Regions from separate parts of the Lactuca sativa genome. Here region 1 is linked to region 2. A link is a contact called in public Hi-C data. All regions are on one chromosome and are shown on one strand. Each heading gives the region's core, a stretch centred on a gene start, on an enhancer-like site or on the middle of the called end of the contact. The rest is flanking DNA. Distances are from core to core; before and after follow the strand shown.

What was found. A called contact is a pair of places that touch in the nucleus more often than the background predicts.
Region 1: a contact with region 2 is called in a Hi-C map of seed, with 5 times the contacts expected there. The contact joins the promoter of LOC111914976 here to the promoter of LOC111914975 in region 2. A contact is called at or near these places in 2 of 4 Hi-C or Micro-C datasets (leaf and seed).

What each region holds. Positions count from the first base shown.
Region 1 is chr8:203,048,373-203,051,774 of Lsat_Salinas_v11, forward strand. LOC111914976 (24-methylenesterol C-methyltransferase 3) reads left to right here and starts at 1,432. Exons shown (of 1, transcript XM_023910683.2): 1 at 1,432-2,782. The coding sequence starts at 1,523. The coding sequence ends at 2,605.
Region 2 is chr8:202,872,925-202,876,242 of Lsat_Salinas_v11, forward strand. It overlaps LOC111914975 (serine/threonine-protein kinase STY46), which reads left to right and starts at 1,614. Exons shown (of 16, transcript XM_023910681.3): 1 at 1,614-2,105; 2 at 2,611-2,725; 3 at 3,025-3,086. The coding sequence starts at 1,888.

The DNA.
Region 1 (3,402 bases), core at 182-2,681, 180 kb after region 2:
TAATTCATCCTTATGACCTGTTTTGGAGGTTTAGCCTATTTCCGACATATTTGACACCTTCGACGATGCTCCGGTCATCTTCTCTAGCGAGTCTCCGACGTTCATGATTTTTCTGGCGAAGATGAACATACATACTTCATATTTGTTTCAGCTTCTATTCTCCCTTCTCTTTTTCTTATATTTTCTCATGAACTCAAGATTTGTGATGAACACACATACATACACATCAGATGAGTTTATGTGTGTTGTTCCAAAATCTAGCATGAACACATTTAAAAATCGTTCCAATAAACCCAAATATGATGTTCAAGCATGAATACATACACACAAACACTTCTCGAGATTTTTTGATTTATGTGAAAAAGATGAACACACACAATGATTTTTGATTTTTGTAAAGAAGATGAACACACACACACACATACCTTGAAGATCATTTGATTTCTGGAAAAAAGATAAACACACACTCATCGACTTTTGTTCAAGAACACACATCGATCAAGGAAAATGAAAATGGAACTCAAATCAGGTCAAAACACGATTTTTGTTTAAGAACACACATCGTTCAAGAACACACACACAATTTTTCTTCAAGAACACACAAATTGATTTTCAGATCTTCAGATATCTTCATTCGATTTTCAGATCTTCATATATCTTCATTCGATTTTCAAGAATACATACCCAAATCTTATGTGTGTGTGTGTGTGTTATTTTGTTTATTATTTAAAAATCAAAATCTAAAGAGATTAACACGAACACAGAAAAAGATGAACACGAACACACATTCAAAAAAAGATAAACATGAACACACACTCAGAAATCTTCGATTTCCTTTCTGGAAATTAAGTTTGCTCTTAAAAACTTGAATATAAAATTGTTTTTGGGTTTTATTCTTCGAAAACTGGAGCTTTAGTCAAGAAATCAGTTTAGATTTGCTTAAGAACACCATGACCGGAGGTTAAAGACGATGAACAGCAATCTGATGTGTATGTTTATCACAGATCTTAGTTCTTGAGTTCACGAGTAAAGAGAAGGAAGTGAGAATGAAAGAATATACCAGAGTTCTTGACTAAGCCAAAAAAAATCATGAACTTTGGAGACCTACCGGAGTCTCGCCGGAAAAGATGACCGGAGCTATCAAATACGATCAAACCTCTGATATCAGGTCATAAGGATGTTATTTGAATTTTGATTAGTTCAACAAGCTCCATGAAAAAATATGGACAAAATAAAAAATGAATGACTAAATATTTATAAAACAAAAAATATATTATCTTTTAAGTTATTATCTATTTTAACATTTTAACCGGACTAAATAATGAAAAAACCAAAACTTTATTGACAAATTAGATCGATAATTCATTTTAAAATGTCGACTAAAGACAACTAGGAAATGCACCGTTACTTTCATTGAAAGCCACACGTAGAAAAAAAACCCACATTCCATAGGAATCCTCCACCATAAAAGTCTTCACTTTCTTCCACAACTTCACTATCTCCCTTCTCTCTCTCTACAATCATGGACTCCATCGCCCTTGTCTGCACCGCCTCTCTCCTCGCCGGCGGCCTTTACTGGTTCGTTTGCATGCTCGGAGCTGCCGAACAAAAGGGAAAACGTGCCGTCGATCTCTCCGGTGGCTCCATCGACCGTGAACAAGTCCAAGAGAATTACAACGAGTATTGGTCTTTCTTCCGCCGCCCTAAAGAGATTGAAAAAGCAGAAAAAGTCCCCGCCTTTGTCGATACCTTCTACAATCTCGTCACTGACATCTACGAATGGGGCTGGGGGCAATCTTTTCACTTTTCACCTGCGATCCCTGGGAAATCGAACCTCGAATCGACTAAAATCCACGAACAGATGGCTGTAGATCTGATCGGTGTAAAACCTGGCCAGAAGATTCTCGATGCTGGATGCGGCGTTGGAGGTCCGATGCGTGCAATCGCAGCTCATTCAGGCTGCAATGTTGTCGGAATTACGATTAACGAGTATCAGGTGAGCCGAGCGAAGGCTCACAACAAAAAAGCAGGATTGGACAAGCAATGCGACGTCGTATGCGGGAACTTTTTAGAAATGCCTTTTGAAGACGAGAGCTTCGACGGCGCGTACTCAATCGAGGCGACTTGCCACGCGCCAAAGCTCGAAGATGTTTACAGCGAGATTTTTAGGGTTTTAAAGCCTGGATCGCTGTACGTTTCGTATGAATGGGTGACAACCGAATTGTACAGAGGTGAAGATCCAGAACATGTAGACATCATTCAGGGGATCGAGAGAGGCGACGCCTTGCCTGGATTGAGGAGTTACTCCGATATTGCAGAGACAGCGAAGAAGGTAGGGTTTGAGGTGGTAAAAGAGAAGGATTTGGCAAAGCCTCCGGCGAGACCATGGTGGTCGAGGTTGAAGATGGGAAGACTTGCTTACTGGAGGAACCATATCGTAGTCATGGTGCTCGAAACGCTAGGGGTTGCACCCAAAGGCACCATTGATGTCCACGAAATGCTCTTCAAAACAGCGGATTATCTCACCAGAGGTGGAGAAACCGGAATATTCACTCCGATGCATATGATCCTCTGCAGAAAGCCTGAAAAACCTCAAGAAGCTTGATCACATCGGCAGTATTTGAGGTTTATTCTCAATACTAATAGTTTGTTTTTGTGAAACCTTAGCTCTTTTGTGCCCTTTATCTTAATTATTAGTTCAATCTCCTGTTTTTAATTTAATCTCTGTTTCTGGATAGATCTAAATCTTTTCCTAATTTATGCGATTAATCTTGAAGATCAATCTTTTTCCTTTTCAATTTTTTTTGTATTGAATGGAGCCTGTTTGAGGATTATTTATTCAAATTTGGGGAAAAATCAACATAGTAATCTTTTATTTGATATGATTTGCTGGCAATTTATCGGGGTAAACCAACTGTAATTGTCTTTTAGCAGATGTTGGCATTAATTATGTCTTCAACAGTAAGGTCAGTAGTATTTCTGGGATATAATCTTGGAACTTTATATGTTGATGGAGCTCATAAGTGTTGTGGGTCCCAAGTTAGGATGTTAGATGGGGTAGCCCTTAAGATTTGGGTAAATGAAAAAAAGTAATATCTTATAGAATTATATTTCAAGAAATCTACTTAATTATAGACTTATAGTAACGTCACACCGATACAAAGTATTGAAAATATAATTCTGTAATTATGTAGATTCTTTAATTACAATACCTTAATTTGAAAATATTGTGGAGTATAATGTAAAAAAAATTCAAGAAATCTATTTCTTGCATTTATTTGATCTTTTTTTTTATTATCTGATTCATCTTCCTTTTATGCTAGATAGCGATTAATGAATGATAGAATTACATGAAAAAATAGGAGCATACTTTCTGGCATCTTACTATATCACTCTACTTTG
Region 2 (3,318 bases), core at 364-2,863:
AATTCCAATTTCTGAAGTGTAAAGTCAAGATATAGACAAACTATATGTAAATAAAAAGAAATAATTTAATTACTTTTAATTTATAATAAACTAGGTGTGAGATAGGTTTATTTAAAAAAAAAAATTGATATGAAATTTTAACAATTTGAGAAGTTTGAATTTATAAGAAAAATAAAAAAAAAATTAAATTATTGAAATTAATGAGGCTTTAATAAATTGAATACATTACATATATAAACCATTTCTAATAAATACCTTACATATATATTATCTTACATTTTAAATGTGAATTTTAATTTAATAAAATTAAAAGTACAATAAAATGACAAATGGAAAATAAAAAATTCAAAAATTCTAGAAAATGACATTTGTCCAAATGAAGGAGAATAAGGCATATGACAAAAAGATTTTGATTTATAATGGAAGGATACTCTGAAAACCGATAACTAAATGATAAATATTTTAAACTTAGAATCAAATAGAAGTTCCATAATGATATGTATTATTCTTGGCGTGTTATAATTGTATGACATAAAATTTAACTGCGAAAATATTTTACTGTAACAAAATTATATACAATATGGTTCTAAGATATACATATTTAAAAAATGAACATTCTCAGTGAAGCCTATGAATTAAAATAATTCCAAAATTTATATTACAAGTACAAAAAATCTACAAGTATCAAAATAACTAAATTAATATAAAAAAATTATCATTTTATGTGTCTTATTTCTTAAAAAAAGTATGTATGATCCGATAATTTTATGTAATATTTATGTCTGAACCAGATCAAATAATATCGTTTTAATGAATCTTATTATATTCTTTTAGTATGATCCAGATCATATATTGTAATTTTATTATATTTTCGCAAAAAATATTATTTTACTGTAAATATATCATTTTTCCTCTATATAATAGATGGTATGTATTATCTTATTTTAATCTTTATGTAATGAGTACTAGGTGTAATACCTGTGTATTACACGGGTTGATTTAAAAAAAAATTAAACATTAAATTAAAGTGTAAACAGAAAATATTTTTAATGTACAACTTTTAAAATAAGAAAGAAAGAAAACATATTTATTGCAATTTAATATCATATATGATAATTAATATTTTATATATATATATAAGTATATGACTTTAATTTTAAAAATTAAAACAAATCAAAAATTAAAAAGTGCCTAATATTTATTTTAGAAATACCATAAAATGACAAAGGTCAAAACTCATAAGAGATTGATACGTGGAAAAAAAAAATTTATTTATTAAGAAAGATTATGCTATTGCTTTAGGTATTATTTTATTGTTATTTTACTATTGATCCATAAAATTTCATTATCATTAAGTAGTATCTTACTATATCATCATCTGTACAACCGACTAAAAAGTATTTCAATAGCAAAATTCCTAAAAATAAAAACATTAACCCGGTTTTATGTCTTCATATATTTAAAGACTTTTCCAACAAATCTTATTAAAATATGTCCACTTTTTTGATAAGGATAAACATCATACTACTAAAATGTTGTTGATGAATTATGTTAATCGAAGGACTTATGCTATACACGACAATTTCATTCCTCTTGTAAAATTTAATTTGCACAGGACGACACCGTTTTTAACCCGAAAATAGAAAACAGATAAATTAAGAATTTCTCCCTACACATACTATATATAGAGAGGGTGAGAGAAGGCATGAATATGTACACAATGTATGCACATAGCGGAAGGCACACTGCGCATCAAATTTGAAGATTACGTTCTTCAATCTTCCTTTTATAACTTGAAAAGTGATTCAATCGGATCTCGAAAGAATTTTGGGGTTTTTGTTGCTTAATTTGATTTACGTAGATAAATATATTTTTGATTTTGTATCAATGGTGACGGTGGATAACGAGCGCTGTGATAGTATGAGTATGGAATCGAAGCGGCCGTCCACGGCGGCGATGAATAATAACAATAACCGGAATCATATACAAAAGCTAGAGGTTTACAATGAGATTCTTCTGCGACTCAAAGAATCGAGCAGCGATGAAGCCAAAGAACCTGGTTTTGATGACGAGCTCTTTGCGCACTTCAATCGTCTTCCGACCAGGTATATGTGAAATCCATTAATCTTCTTTTCTTATTGAATAGCCATTCAATTTCAACCTTGTTTTTTTTTTTTGATAATAGAACCACAGATGATCAAAACGTAAAACAGATCACATTTGTAAATGAATTTTATGTTTTTTTAATGTTGATTTGGATTGAAAAAGGCGGAATTAACATTTAGTGTTGAAGGAAGCAAATTTTGTTTCTTCGATCTTCAGACACTTTTTTGTCATCTATCATTGATTAAATTGTATTCAACGATTTTCTGCGTAGCAATTTGTCTATGTTTATTAGTTTTTCTACTGGTATATATATAAATCTTCCACATTATATAATATTTTATATGTTGTTTTTGTCTGTAAGTGGATCTGTTTAACCTAGGGATTTCTTTGTTTTTTAATACCACTTGGATAATATATTTTAATATTTTCTTCTGGCGAGTTGGAAATTAAAGTTGAATAGTTTATTCATATCATATCTGATGCATTTTCTGTGCTGTATTGAAGGTATGCACTTGATGTAAATGTCGAAAGGGCAGAAGATGTACTCATGCACAAGAGATTGCTGAGTTTAGCACATGATCCTGCTAATCGGCCTGTATTCGATGTTCGCCTTGTTCAGGTTTGTATTTTGTACTGTGTTTGACATGCATTAGACTTTGTTTGACATGAATTAGACTAAAACTTGAAACTTATGTCAACAAGACAAAAGTTGCAATTTTTTTTCGCACCCAAAAAGGTGAACAAGATAGGACATTATCACATGACTCACTCTCAATGTCTTGAATGTGCAGAAGACGTGAATGCCCTCTGTGGTGCCTTTTTATGTTAATGTTATTTTATTAATTATTTATAATCTTTCTCATCTTAATAATTCTTTGTGAGTGCATAGCAGGTCTAAGTTGTATTGCCTATATGCAGGTTTCTCAGAGTTCAGAAGATTCAGTTGATTGCAGCTCACCTGGGAAGCAGACAACCCAAAGGTACAAGCTTAGATACCTACACATTATGTCCTGAATGATAGAAAATGACTATTTTACCCCTCCGTGTAGAATTAGTGCCGACTAAAATGATTGTTTGATCAATGTTATGAACAAAAAATCTGAATGACAAAAAATGTCAACTTATGAATTACATAAATAACAGATATTTGATACTACTTCAATGTTATGAATTATTTAACTTGTTGACCAAAGATTTATTTAATATCATTCA